Regions from separate parts of the Canis lupus genome. Here region 2 is linked to region 1. A link is a contact called in public Hi-C data. All regions are on one chromosome and are shown on one strand. Each heading gives the region's core, a stretch centred on a gene start, on an enhancer-like site or on the middle of the called end of the contact. The rest is flanking DNA. Distances are from core to core; before and after follow the strand shown. Region 1 holds the start of SUPT3H (transcription initiation protein SPT3 homolog). Region 2 overlaps RUNX2 (runt-related transcription factor 2).

The links. Hi-C and Micro-C count contacts between places; a contact is called where the count stands out from the background.
Region 2: a Hi-C map of skin fibroblasts shows a contact between it and region 1, with 2.2 times the contacts expected there. The contact joins the enhancer-like site here to the promoter of SUPT3H in region 1. A contact is called at or near these places in 2 of 9 Hi-C or Micro-C datasets (blood and skin fibroblasts).

The regions. Positions count from the first base shown.
Region 1 is chr12:13,876,601-13,883,960 of UU_Cfam_GSD_1.0, forward strand. SUPT3H (transcription initiation protein SPT3 homolog) reads right to left here and starts at 4,745. Exons shown (of 12, transcript XM_038554227.1): 1 at 4,569-4,745. All of the region lies in intron 2 of RUNX2 (runt-related transcription factor 2), which reads left to right.
Region 2 is chr12:13,914,434-13,921,793 of UU_Cfam_GSD_1.0, forward strand. It overlaps RUNX2 (runt-related transcription factor 2), which reads left to right. Exons shown (of 8, transcript XM_038554219.1): 3 at 6,616-6,956. Among named protein-coding and RNA genes, the nearest start is that of SUPT3H, 37 kb to the left of the region's middle. Within about 2 kb of position 3,763, at least 7 of the 20 cell types and tissues checked have an H3K27ac peak or open chromatin away from gene starts, as enhancers often do.

The DNA.
Region 1 (7,360 bases), core at 3,495-5,994:
CGGTTCATGATGATGATAATGATGATGAAGAAGAAGAAAAGAAAGAATCCAAGCAAAACTATAGTTTCTTAAAAGCTTATCATAAAGTACTATCATTAAACATATATACTCTCAGAGAAGGAATGTTATAATTATGAGTAGTCCTTTAAAGATCCAGAAACAAATAACATGAAATGAATTATACAATCTTCAGTCATAAAACCTCTACAGCATTTAAAATAGCAAGAATATACTTCAAGATTTTAATTTGTATTTGCATATTATTTTGCATTTATAAAGTACTCTCGCACAAATTATTTCAATTTACTGCCCTATGAATTCAATGAACAACCATTTCTTCCAGCAACTACTACATATCTATCCTATGCCAGACAGCATGCTATTCTCACATTCATTATTTTATTTAACCTTCAATATCCACTATCAGCCATATATTATCAGAGGTAGTAGTATAATGCAAAAATCCTGACAGATCTATTCCAAAAAGTAAGAGCCTTATCAGTACCACCTATTAAGTGGGAATGACATGTCTGGATAAATAAATGACATAACATTTAGCACATGGAACTAGATGGAACACATCAAATGCCCATGAAAATGTTGGGTCTCCCTTAGCAGCAGTATGTAGTTGTTCTATGTAGAAAATATATCACAGGCACCTAGGTGGCCCAGGCAGCATCCACTCTTGGTTTTGGCTCAGGTCATGATCTCAGGGTCCTAGGATCAAGCCCCACGTCAGGCTCCATGATCAGCATGGAGTCTGCTTGGGGTTCTCGCTCTCCCTCTGCACCCCCCTCTAAAATAAATAAATCTTGAAGAAGTAAAAAAAAAACAAAAAAAGAGAGAGAAGAAAATATATTGCAACCAGATCAGTCAAGCACCATTACCATCATTTACAGTACCATTAAAGAGAGCAACCTCGGGCAGTGCCCAATATACTCTATGCTGTTTTACAAATAAAAATATACAACAATTTTTGCAGATTAAGGTCAATCTTTACTAGAGGTAGTAGGTTGACAAAATTGGGACAAAATCAATTAAAAAATAAAATGTTTGTAAAGCAAGACAATTGTGTAATTCTCCTCTGAAGTCTTCAGCAATCCTGTGAGAAGGCTGGGATGAGTTGAGATACTAATTCCACTTTATAGATGAGGAAAATGAGGATCAGAGAAGTTAAATACCTGAACTACAGTCACAAGGAGAGAATATGGTAGAAAAGGGCTTAACTTATGTTTTCAGAATTAGTTTTAAGTACTTCTTTGCATCTATCCACAATGTATCTCAGAACATCAATAGCTCTTCCAGGTCTATTGTTCAATAAACTTAAGGCTAAAACAGCTAATATTTACTGAGCACTTAATTCTTATGTGCTTTGCTATACCCAACACATCATCACATGGATTTAATCCTCAGCAGAGTAAGGACTCAAACCAAGTGTGTTTGAGTCTCAATAAAACATTTTACCAATCACAGTATAAATTAATACAATAATGCATTTGGCTAAGTATTTTTATTATTTGAGTGAACTATAAGCAAAATCCTTCTTGAACATTATAAATACATAAACAGATTTCTGACCAACTTCACTGTTCAACTTCACCGTAAAATAAAATGGGAGTTATTTTCAACAAGAATAGTGTCTTCTGATTTGATTGACATGGCCTAACTTTGAGCCTCCTACACCAAAGATCATTTATGTAGAGAAAACCAAAATTCAAGCTGCCCAAGATTTCCATCTAACATAAGGAGAAAAGAAAAAATGTTTAATTACCAGCAGCTTAAATGGACAGGTCACTTGCTGGCCTTATTCTAGATTTCTTATCTATTACTTGAGCACATAAGCAATAATTCTCTCAATACTTTAGTACATTTGTGAGACTGCAATATGGTTAATCCTCCTAAAATTACATATTACAAATTTCAACAAGAATAAAAGTAGGGTGATCATATGTGATACCAACTGGGACATTTTTTATATGAAAGGGGCTCTATTAATAATTATACCCGGAAAAACAGGGTCTAAATAATGACTGTCGCAGGGAAGGTGGGGTATACAATCACCCTATATAAGAGCAACCCATCCTGATTTGTATGATATAGGCTATTCTCTGTACATGCTTAATCCATGAGCTTTAAGTTTTTGGCTCAGATCTAATGACGATCTTTTAGCCTTGAGATCAAGGACACCATTTTACAGGCACCAGGCCAGAGTTAAGGGTGCTATCTATTAAAAAATGTATTTTTTTAAGTTTTATTCTGAAACTGAACTCTACAGATATTTGCTTTAAAAAGAAAAAAAAAAAAACAGCCTACATATTTCTTTTTTTTTTTTTTTTTAAGATTTTATTTATTCATGAGAGACACACAGAGAGAGAGAGGCAGGGACACAGGCAGAGGGGGAAGCAGGCTCTGTGCAGGGAGCCTGATGCGGAACTTGATCCCGGGTCTCCAGGATCACACCCCGGGCTGAAGGCAGCGCTAAACTGCTGAGCCACCCGGGCTGCCCTCAAAGAAAGAAATTTTACAAATACCAGTTTCAGAGTTATCTCTTCAAAAGTTCTGAATACCAATGACCACAAAATTATTTCTAAAAAGGCCCAATGCTGGGGCACCTGGGTGGTTCAGTCCTTTAAGCACCTGCCTTCCACTCAGGTCCTCATCTCAGGGTCCTGGGATCAAGCTCTGAGTGGAGTCCAGGTCCCTGCTCAGCCAGGAGTCTGCTTTCCCCCTCCCTCAATTCCCTCCCCCCACTTTGAGCCCTCTCTCAAATAAAATCTTTAGCAAAAAAAATAAATAAAATGGCCCAATGTTCAAAGGCTACTACTACAGACTATCAATTTGCTTTATCATACAAAAGTTGTTTTTTTTAAAACCCCATCTTTCAAATGGAAAAAAAAATGAATAAAACGTGAAAAGTTTTCATTAAACCTAACCAAAATGATAGAAGATAGTGAAAATCCATGGTCACAATTTGGTACAATAATGATTAAAAGAAATGTCAGTTAGTATTGCTATGGCTCTCCAGATGAATCTGGCATTAGCTGAACCACCTAAGGAGTCAAAAGAATGAGTTTAATTTGTCAAGCTGTAAATAAGTACTAACAGACCCATGCTTTTAACTATAATATTTGAGCAAAAGGCATTATTTGAATATAATTAGGATTCCCTATGGCAACAAACATTCCAAGACTCGGCTTCTTTCACTTATAACTCGACCAAGTCAAGAATCAGAAGGGGTCTCAAAGTCTAAATTTAAATTCTAAGCTTATATTGTCCAACAAGGACCAGCCACTCGTGGTTATTTATATTTAAGTTAATTGAAACTAAATTTTAAAATTAAATTCCTCAATGCACTACTAGTCACTATCCAAGTGCTCGAGAGCCACCTGAGGCTAGTGGATACGGTCTTAGTACAGCACAGTCTACAGAATATTTCCAACATGGCAGAAAGTTCTACAATATTGGACACTGCTGCTCTAGACTTAGGGTGCTCCCAACTTAGGCTGCTCTAGATCTCTGCTTCAAGATTCCCAGAAATAAGTCTGCAATAATGAGGTACAATGAAGTGCATCTCCTTTTGCAAAGCCCCATCAAAAACCCTGTTCATCCTATCCAATCAAACCCAGTCTCTGAAACATCCACCAGAAATTCCAGGAGATCCGTCCTCAGTTTGCCCTTCAAGTACATCTCCGCACAGCTAACTCAATTCCGTTTCCTGAGTTCTAACTCCTAACATTTACTAAGACCTCAGGTCCTTTCCTCCCAGATAAACATATACTAATTTCTTTCAAACGAAACAGTTTCAAGTTTGTTGTGTAGCAGCCTCGCCGAGTGACGCTAATGTATCCGCGTGCACAGTCACGATGCACCTTAGTGTCCTCTCTGAGCGTCAGGTGTTCACTCTTCCTAGAAGTCTCACCCCGGCTCATCAAACCTTCGAGCGTATTGATTTCTAATTTAGAAAACAGTCGTTCGGAAGGTCTTAAAACACGGGAGACCAGAATCAATGGCAGTTAACATCGGGTCAGTGCCCGGTGCTGTTCCCCCCAATAAGGCCGACGGTTCAGAACCGCGCTGTTACCACCCCGTGCGCAGAGCGGACCGTCGGCCAGATGCGAGCTCAAGAGCTCCCGCAGGGGGCACCGGTGGGGGCACAGGCTTCCCGGGACGGACCCCCCTACTAACGCTCCCTAACGCTCCTTCCCCAGGAGTCTACCCGGCAGCTCGCGAGCTGGAGGAGCGCCCAAGGTCCCTAACGCAGCCCAGCGCAGCCCAGCCCAGCCGGCGCCCCGCGCCCCGCGCCCGCCCGCCCACGGGGAGGAGTCAAGAGGCTGCTCCCCGCCGGCGGGAGGACCGGGCCCAGCCGGGCAGCGTCTCCCTGGGCCCGGTCCCCAAAGCGCCCCTTCCTCCCCCGCAGCCGCCCTGGGGCTGGGGCCGGGGCCGGGGCCGGGGCCGGGGCCGGGGCCGGGGCGGGGCCCCCAGGCGCGGGGCTGCCGCGCGCCGTCCCTCCCGGTTGGCAGACCTCTCCCCGCCCGCCCCGCCTCCCTCCCCCCCCGCGCCCCTACAACCTCCGCTCTAACACTGTAGGCACGGCTGCGCGTCCCGCGTGGACAGGGTGGGGAGAGATGCTGCGGTTTCTGCGGCGGCGCCCGGGACACGCTACGAAAGGGGGCGGGGTGGAGGGCTGAGAGTGTCGAAAAGCAGAAAGTGGCTCAGCCCGGGGCAGGGGTTTGGGGGGGAGGGGGCACAAGATGGCGTGAGCCCGACTCTCCGCGGGGCGGGGGCCGCGGACACGAGGAGGGAGCGCGGCGGACGCCCCCACCGCCAGCTGCGCGGGCGCGGCGCTAGCGCATGCGCGCTCGGCCAGGCGGCCGCGGTCTCCTTCCCCGAGCGAGCCACTTCCGCCACGCTCGCTGGGGGCGGGGCGTCGCGGGGCGCAGCCGCGGCCGCTTCCGGTGCGGCGGGCCGGGCGTCCCGGCGGCGGCCGCCCAGCGGGGCCTGCGGGGGGAAGCGTCGAAGGCGGCTCGAGGCCCCGGCGGTTGTTGAAGAACGGAGCTGAGCGGGCTCGGATTTTCGAGCGGTTGAGTGACCTCCGCTGGAAGCTTGCTTGCAGCTTCCGGGCAGAGATTGGCGGGTGTGAGCTTCTGCCTAGGAATGGGGGTGAAGTGGGGTCTTACCCGGACTGTGCTTTCGGCAGGGGGGAGGGGAACCTCCAAAAGACTGGCTCCCCCGAGGGCCGGCGCCGCCCGCGTGTTCCGCAGGCCCTGCAGAGCCCGCTCCCCACCCTGCCTCTGCCGCAGGATCCCCGGAGAGGCGCTGGGACCTGCTGGTGGGCCCCAGGGAATACCTCGCTCCGGCCGCCGGCCTCATGGTACCGGGTTCGGGCGTCTAACCTCCACTTTTGCTTTTTTATTTTTTTTTTAATTTTTTATTTATTTATGATAGGCACACAGTGAGAGAGAGAGAGAGGCAGAGACACAGGCAGAGGGAGAAGCAGGCTCCATGCAGGGAGCCCGACGTGGGACTCGATCCTGAGTCCCCAGGATCACACCCCAGGCCAAGGGCAGGTGCGAAACCGCTGCGCCACCCAGGGATCCCCTAACCACCACGTTTTTATCTTTGAAATCTTCTTTCTGTATCAGGGGGTGGTTTGTTGTTGTTTGGGGATGATCCTATTTTATTATTTTTCCTTGGGATTTTGGCCTGTTCCTCATTTTTTTTTTTTTTTTTTTTTTATTTATGTATGATAGTCACACAGAGAGAGAGAGAGAGAGGCAGAGACACAGGCAGAGGGAGAAGCAGGCTCCATGCAGGGAGCCCGACGTGGGATTCGATCCCGGGTCTCCAGGATCATGCCCTGGGCCAAAGGCAGGCGCTAAACCGCTGCGCCACCCAGGGATCCCCTGTTCCTCATTTTTAAATCTTGCACGTCCACTTTGGAACCACCTGTCCTGTGCTCTCCATTTGAGGGATGCCGATGGAGCTCTTTAATACAACGGTCAATTACTTCAGTACAGGAAGTCTTATTTTTAACATTATTTTCAGCTGTTTAGGGAAGAAAACTGAGTTAGCATCCATGCTTAAGTCCACTCCTGGGACGTCAAATATAAAGTGCTTCACAGAAATTCAACTACTAATCCTCATCAAGTCTTTCAAGGCATTATTGCTCCAGTTACTTTCTCGCTTATGAATATCTCTGTTCTGACCATCTTTTCTTTCTAGTTGCTTACTTTTTTATTTTATTTATTTATTCTTTTTTTTTAATATTTTTTTAAATTTATTTATTCATGAGAGACACAGAGCGAGAGAGAGAGAGAGAGAGAGGCAGAGACACAGGCAGAGGGGGAAGCAGGTTCCATGCAGGGAGCCCAACGTGGGACTTGATCCCCGGTCTCCAGGACCGTGCCCTGGGTCGAAGGCAGGCACTAAGCGCTGAGCCACCCAGGCTGCCCTAATTGCTTACATTTTTAAAAATAGCAACTTATTTCATTATTTCCTCTGGGTCATAGTTGAGTCTACAGTTAGTTTTGTGTGTAGTTCTTTTTAATATCCCCAACACTTTACTATTTGCCAAATAAAGTTCCAAGATAATAAATATATTTAGGATGTCAGAGTTCATCATAATGTGTAAATCAGGGCCTGATGCAATGCTGGGCAAAGTGTAGAGTATAAGGAAGGGAAAGTAAGAATTGTTACAATTTCTTACAAAGCAAATCCAATTTATGCAGTAGTTGAAAACCCTTTTCAAGTATGTTACCTAGAAAATAATTAAGAGAAAAATTGATATTACATATAAGGAATTATAACCCAAAGCAGATCGTTTCAATTAAAACTACATTCAGTTAATGTTGCCATAGTACTTGTACGGGAGTTTTACCTGCATCATGTGGAGGCCAGATTTGACCTAGCTTTTCAGAATAGAACCCACATCTTACTCTCAGGCTACTGGTGTCTAATCTACATATTATCACATGCAACAGGAGTTCATGAAAGTGAGCCACAGAGAAAGGAAACTGAATTAAACCAGGCGCTGGTAGAGAGAACTCAAAAATTCACTCTTAGGAAATTATGAATTGTGCAGTTGGCAGAGACCTTAGCTTTGAAGTCACATGACTTATCCTAGTGTTCCTACCTCCTGGAATCTATTAAAATCCATTTTAAATTTTTGATTTAGCCATAATTTCGTTTGTAGTTGGAGAGCACTGCTGTACACAAAGGGTCAAAATATCCTCCCTTAGATTAATATCAAGTATCCTAAACTATTGACGCTGCTAGGGTATCTTAATTATAACAAAGCTAAAACAATGAAGCTGTTGCTGAAATTCAGACATTCACGACTACCACCCCTCAGAAAAATACT
Region 2 (7,360 bases), core at 2,513-5,012, 37 kb after region 1:
GATGGCTTAGGCCACCAACCCAGAGTCTAAAGTGAAATTTTAGGAACCCAGGCAGTGGGCATAGAATTGGACAACAATCTTTCTTCGTGCCTTGAAGGTAATATGAAAGCAGGTCAAAAAGAATGGCTACATTACTACGGAATCTTTAATTTTAGGGTGTTCTTAGATGTTTCATCACAGACTTCTATAAACTTCTACTACTTCTGCTACTGCCACAGGACAATTACTAACACCAAAATACCAAAAATTAGTTTCATTTTTCTTGACTCTGGGAAAATAAATTAGACACCTTTTAGAAATTACACTGGTGTCTTTAAGTAAATAGGATGTCATTTAGTAGATTGGTATTTTAATCAAACACAATGCATGCCACTTCAGACAGTGACATTCCTGGAAAGCAATTAGACAGATGCTCCATAAATGTGTTTCTGAAAGATCATGGGGCGAGTGTCAGCCCTTTTATGACAATACCTGAGAATGACCTGTGGGAATGCTAACATTTCATCTGTTGTTACGGCCATGCAAAGCATTATAGGTCTGCTGACAAAGGGAAAAAAGATGGTGTAGAATTTATTTATATACTTATTTATAAAGATTTTATTTATTTATTCATGAGAGACACAGAGAGACAGAGACATAGGCAGAGGGAGAAGCAGGCTCCAAACAGGGAACCCAATGTGGGACTGGATCTCTGATCATGACGTGAGCCAAAGGCAGATGCTCAACTACTGAGCCATCCAGGTATCCTGATCATGTAGAATTTAACAATAAAAAATCAAAATGGATAAATATGTCTGAAAGCTTTGGGATATCTTAAATTATTGAACTATCTTAAAAGTATATATTGCACTTGTGAAACTATTATATACTAAAAGATTCTTGATAAGCTTATTTATGTTTCTCGTATAATCATCTGTAAAACAGATGGAATAAACCTATTAAAGTCTTCACCTATTTTTTCATGTTCACTTTACATGAAATTCCTTTGGTCTTTTCTCATTGATTTGGTTCATGTGCCTCTGAAAGGGCAATGGAAGATACTGGCATAAAGAGTGTATGACAATGGTTTTTAAGGAGCTCATGGAAAAGCACTAACTCCTCTTTTTCTTTCTACATGCAAAATTATTAACTGGAAAAAATTAGTCTAATTGATTAACATTTTATACAGAAAAGAATAAGTTAAAGAAAGCAATTTTCCCTTAAAAAGAAAAACAAAAACCTGATCTGGGCCTTATACATGACTCCATCCCAATGCCTTCTTTAATATCTACCCCTTTCTGCTGTCCCATATCACCAGGGTCCCACCACCCCTTTCATTTTAGGATTGGTGAACTTTTTCTGCAAAAAACCCAGATATTAAATATTTTAGGCTTTGCAGGCCATACAGTTGTTGTCCCAACTACATAGTTCTGCTGTTTTAGGTGAAGGCAGCTATAGACAAATGCAAAATCAGATTAATATAGCTGTGTCCCAATACAACTTTATTCATGGACCCTGACACTTGAATTTCATATCATGTTCATATAATATTATTCTTCTTTTAGTTTTTCCATCTATTTAAAAATGCAAAAAATTGTTCATAACTTGTAGGTTATACAATTAGGCATCTGGCCAGATTTGGCCATTGGGCTGTAGTGGGACAGTTCCTGGTCTAGTGCAGTGCTGCTTCCTCAAGGGCTGGGTAGCGTTCACTCAATCACAGCCCAAAGGAAAAACTCTCTAAAGATGGTTCTGTTTATAAAGTTTTCCCAATGACACATTCAGAACTTTATTGATCAACACTATGTCCATGATTTTTTAAAAATATTTTATTAACTTATTCATGAGAGACACACAGAGAGGCAGAAATATAGGCAGAGGGAGAAGCCCTGCAGGGAACCTGATGCGGGATTCCACCCAGGACCGCAGGATACAACCTGAGCTGAAGGCAGCAGTTCAACCATTTAGCTGCCAGGCATCCCTGTCCATGATTTTCTAATGCACATTTGAGAGTTTGTCTCATTTTATCAGGTGGTCCACTGAAAACCATTTTAAGATTTTAGAGTGACTTTCTTACTTTTCATCAAGGAAAAGTATATATAAAATAATTTATAGAGGTTATAAGATGAAACCTGAATGGAAGAAGTATGGGCTATGTTCCTGGTTTGGGGGATTCAGTTCCTTTCCTAGATAAATAATTTGACTCTTTTACATCTCATTTTCTTTGTCTGGCAAGTCAGAATTGGCAGGTGTGGTTACTAAATGGTTATATTAAATATTAAAAGAGATGGAGGGGAAAGCATATGCCTGTGTCTTCCAGAGTAGCCACATTTTCAGAAAAAAAGTATGTTCTTTTGTATGCCATAATATACAACAGAAAAGATGAATACTTCTGAGTAGGAATAGGAATCTAGTGAGTGATTTGTTCTGAACATTTTGAGGTAGAAGAAAATCTAAACTCAAGAGTGAGATCATGCAAACTATAGCAGAAAATACACATATGAAAAATCTCATGGTTTTCCTATGTGCCTACTATTACCAGGAGAGGTTTGGTTTAGGGGTCTGTAAAAATGTTTTCTTCTGTTAAGTAAAACGCTCTGAGCCAAGACATCATCAGTTCCAGGCTCAGTTGGTTCCAGCTGAAAGTGTGAATGTTCACCAAGAGGATATTTTTGAAAGGAGACTGAAAATCTGCTGTGCCAGATACCTGAAACGATGTTAGGGTATTCAGTGGAAAATTTCATTTCCACATTATAAATAACTGTAGGATATTTTAAGGGATCCAAGACCAGTAACTTCCAAGAGCTGCTTATATTAGTTTCACTGAAATATAAAATGGAGGGAAGATGCCCAAGGAAGGCTATAAAAGCTAAATTACCGGACATGATTAATTAAAATAAATAACTCACCATTGATTAAATCGCCTTGAAAATCCCCAGTCAAGGTACCCAACCACTGAGGCCTGCATGTTTTACTATATCCTCCAAGTAAAACAAAGACAGGACAGAACAGAGGCAGAAAGAAAGGAAAATTCTCCAATATGATTACTTAAATTCAAAATGCTCTAGAATTTATTTGCAAAAGCCCCTCTGGTCGCCTGTATTTGAAATATTGACTTAGCATCCTCAGATTTTCTGGGAGTTCCCTGTTCTTGTGGACTTCCTGGGAGAAGGACAGCCTCCTATCACCAGCCTAGGAGGGTAGTCACTGAATTCCTACCTCCCTTTGACCACGGATATAATCCAGTTCCTGTAACTTTTTCCCTGCTTTGCAGCCCCTACGCATTTAAAACCCAAACAAAACAAGTCAGAGGTCTTCGTTAGACAGTGGTACAACATGCCCCAAATAAAACCAAACCGAACCAAACCAAAATAAAGCAAGCAACCTTGGAGTGTGTGTGTGTGTGTGTGTGTGTGTGTGTGCATGTGTGCGTGTGTACCTGAGTGCCAGCATGTGGCTATGGGAGAGTGCATGTCCCAGTGTATGCGAGTAGGTGTGTAAGGTAGGAGAGTCATGGATGTGGTGTGGTCTCTCTCTCTCTCTCTCTTTTTTTTTTTGGAGGGGTTACAGTTACGGCCGCTTGCGGCTGGGGAACACTCGACCCTGTGCGCACAGGCTGCGCGGCGGTGCCCAGGGTTAGAGCTCTCCCCTGTGACGGAAAAGATAATTAAAAATCGCACGCGCAGGAAACAGCTGCTGGGTTCCTCGCTGCGCGTCCAGTTCCTCCGATCAGGGGGGTTGTCTCGCATCCCCTGGCGCCGGGGCCGGAGGCCAGGAGGCCGGGGGCTAGGAGTGGGTTAGGGAGGGGGAGTCATCGCGCGGGGCGCTGAATGTGGCACGCGGGGTGGCAAGCGGCCGTGGGAAGGCCGAGGAGGCGGGAGGGGCGCGCGGAGGAGGCGCGCGTCTCTGGGTGGGGGGGTATTTTGGGGAGAGGCGGGAAGGTGGAGAGTAACCTGGGAGAGGGTGCGACGCAGGAGGGAGGCGTGGAGTAGGGAAGGGAGAAAGAGAAGGTGCAGAGGAAGCCCCGGGGAGGAAGGACCGAGCAGTGTCCCCTGAGCTCCGTAGTGACCCCCGCGAGGCCTCACGCCCGTGCACCCCAGCCCCCACCCGTCCGCCCGGCGGGTGGAGGCCCCTCTGTCGCGGGCGCCTCTCCTTGGAGGGCAAGCCTCTCCTCCCGTCACATTAGGACAGCCTCCACGTTCCCTGTGCGCTTGAAATGGGCTCCAGAGTCCGTGACTGGCCCCGGGCCCCCCCTCCCGCGCCCCGCGCCCCCTCAGCCCTTCCAGGCACCTTCAGAGGCGCAGACGCGGGCGCCCACTGGGCGAGGGCACGCTGGGCTGGAAAACCGGCCGGAGAGGGTCGTGGCAGGTCGCTACCGGGGTGACAGAGGCATCCGCGCTGAGTGGGCAGTAAAAACGCCAATTAATGGGCACGAGAATTGTTTTAAATAAGATGGGGGTGGGGGGAATGAGTGATGACTCAACTATCTTTATTCCAGAATACTCCCAGGGCGAAGTGTTATAAGTTTTTTCATTTATTTCGTAAAATCACTGATGATGGGTATCAGCTACCCTGTTGGGAATCTTTGAGATTTTGGCAACTAGGATTGTTCTTGCAGACACGTTTTCGAGGTGTAAAGGGAGGTGTAAAGGAGTTTGACAGGAAGCAAGGAAGGTCGCAGTATACAGCAAGGAGGGGAAAGGGCCCTGTGTCCCCCTTTTGGGGGTGCAATAGCCTCAAGCGGATTTTCCGGCTTCTGCGGGCGCCGCACATTGTTTTATTTGTTTTGAAGGTTCCGAGTTTGAGGCTGGTCGGAGACACCCACGTGCTTCTGACTCTCATCAGCGTAATGATCGCCTTAGCCAGAGTCGTGTCTATATAAACCACAAAAACCTAATCATTAGAAATCCCAGCCTCCAAAAACCACATTTTAGGTAAAACTGCCGCTTTTTTTCCGCGCTCCTTCATCCTCTCGACCACAACTTTTTGGGGGATCCAAAGTCGCTTTTTAAACCCACATTGGGAAATGAATACATAAATAAATAGCCAATGAAGCATTTTGGATACTTTATTTTGTATTTTTATTCCTCCCCCCCCCCCCGGGAGTGGTGGGGAAGAAAGTTAAGGTATTAGACTTAGTTTTAGATGCAGAATAGACTTAATAAAAGATTCAAATTCATGGAAAACTGCTGGGGTTTTTCCTCAGCAAGGTTTTTGCAACTAATTTTAATCATCCAACTGACAGTTTTCCGGTCCTTAAAAAGAAAAGAAAAAAAAAAAAAGAGAGAGAGAGAGAGAGAGAAAGAAAAAAAAAACAAACCCCAAAAACTCATCCTTGTTCTCTAGGAACGACAAGTTTGAATATAGAAAGAAAAAGTGTCCAGCCAACCACTTGAGTTTCTAAAAACTATTTGACGAGTGTCCTCTCCACCCCAATTTTTTGTGTCACTTAAGACAAAAAAGCACCCAAACTCTGCAAAATCATTTTTTCCCCCCCTGGGAGCCGCTCCGGCAGAGGTGGGGGGTGGGGTGGGGGAAGGGTGAAGAGTGCCGAGAAGTCAGCACAGCCGCTCAAGAATTTTCCTTCCTCCTCTCCTGAAGTTACAACGAAAAATAACGACAGTCAGTCCAGCCCGCGGCTCTCTGGCGTCTCGGCTTCAGCCCGTGCGACCAAGAGGGGGTTCCTCGTCCTGGGTCGGGGAGCAGCGAGAGGACCGATCAGGCGAGATTCCCCTCCGCCGGGGCCGCCTCTCCGGCTGCGGAAGCTGCGCGCTGCGCCCCGGCTCCCGCTCTGGCCGGCGGGCGGCGGCAGCGGCTGCGCCTCACCCCGGCTCGAGGTCCGCTGCCCGCGACTCCCCTCCAGGCACCTGGACGCGCGAGGGTCAGGGGCGCTGTGCACAGAGCAGGAGGCAGTGGATGCAAGGAGGTGGCCGGGAGAAGGCCAGAAGAGGAGACAGGAGAGGAAGGAGCGGAGCCGGGGAGCCGGGCTGGCAGCCGCCGCGGCAGGAATCTGAGCGCGCGGCGGGCGCGGGGGGAGCGGAGGCCGCGGCGGAGGCGGCGGAGGCGGCGGAGGCGGCGGCGCGGGAGGGCGGGCGCGGACGCGGACGCGGACGCCTGCAGCTGGGGAGCTGCGCGCGCGGCGCGGCGGTGGCGGGCAGCGCGCGGCCACGCCGGCCCGGGGCTGGACTGCTGAGCCCACCGCGATCCACCACCGGACTCCACCTGGGAGGGGGCGCCAGCGCACCCAGGACGCGGCGCCCCAAGGGACCCCGCTCCGCGCTGCAACCTGAAGCCCCCGCCGCCCCAGGCCGCACGCATCCCCGCGCCGGTTCTCAGCTGCCACCGCGGGCGTTCCGAAGGCTCCGGCAAGATCTGTGCCCCCGGGTCTCCCCGCCCGCCCACCCGCCCACCCGACTGCTCCGCATCGCCGCCGCTGGCCCCCGTCAGACTACTCCCCGGCAGTCGGCTTCATCGAACTTGATTTCTCACCTCCTCGGCCCCATCACCTCCATCCCCTTTCCCCCCGTCTCGCCTCCACCCCCCCAATTTCCTCCTCCTCGCCCCTCATTTCCACCCTCCTCCCCCTCCCCCGGCCACTTCGCTAACTTGTGGCTGTTGTGATGCGTATTCCCGTAGATCCGAGCACCAGCCGGCGCTTCAGCCCTCCCTCCAGCAGCCTGCAGCCCGGCAAGATGAGCGACGTGAGCCCGGTGGTGGCTGCGCAACAGCAGCAGCAGCAGCAACAGCAGCAGCAGCAGCAGCAACAGCAGCAGCAGCAGGAGGCGGCGGCGGCGGCGGCGGCGGCGGCAGCGGCGGCCGCGGTGCCCCGGTTGCGGCCGCCGCACGACAACCGCACCATGGTCGAGATCATCGCTGACCACCCGGCCGAGCTCGTCCGCACCGACAGCCCCAACTTCCTGTGCTCTGTGCTGCCCTCGCACTGGCGCTGCAACAAGACCCTGCCCGTGGCCTTCAAGGTGAGCAGCTGCGGCCGCCCCCCGCCCCCGGCCGGGCGCCGCGGGACCTGCCCGCCAGCGTCTCCGTGCCCGCGGGGGGCCGGGGCCCTCGGCCGCCCACCTCGGGGGCTCTCCCCCGAGGGCCGCCCCCACTGGCCCTCTGCCCCCGGATCCCTCGGCGGGTCGGGGGCGATGGCCCCGCGCAGATCCTTCCCTCTCCCACCTGTGCCCGCGGCCAGCGCTCAGCCCCTGGCCCCTGGAGCCGTTCACTACCCCGGGGCCCCGGCGGCGTCCCAACCCGCTCCCCCGAGCCGTGCCCCCTCCCCCAGGAGCCCCTCGGTGCCGCTCCGGGCGCCGCCCCCCGCCCCCACTCCCCGGGGCTGGGAGCCCCGGCCTCCTGCCCCCGACCGCGCGCCCCGGGCGCA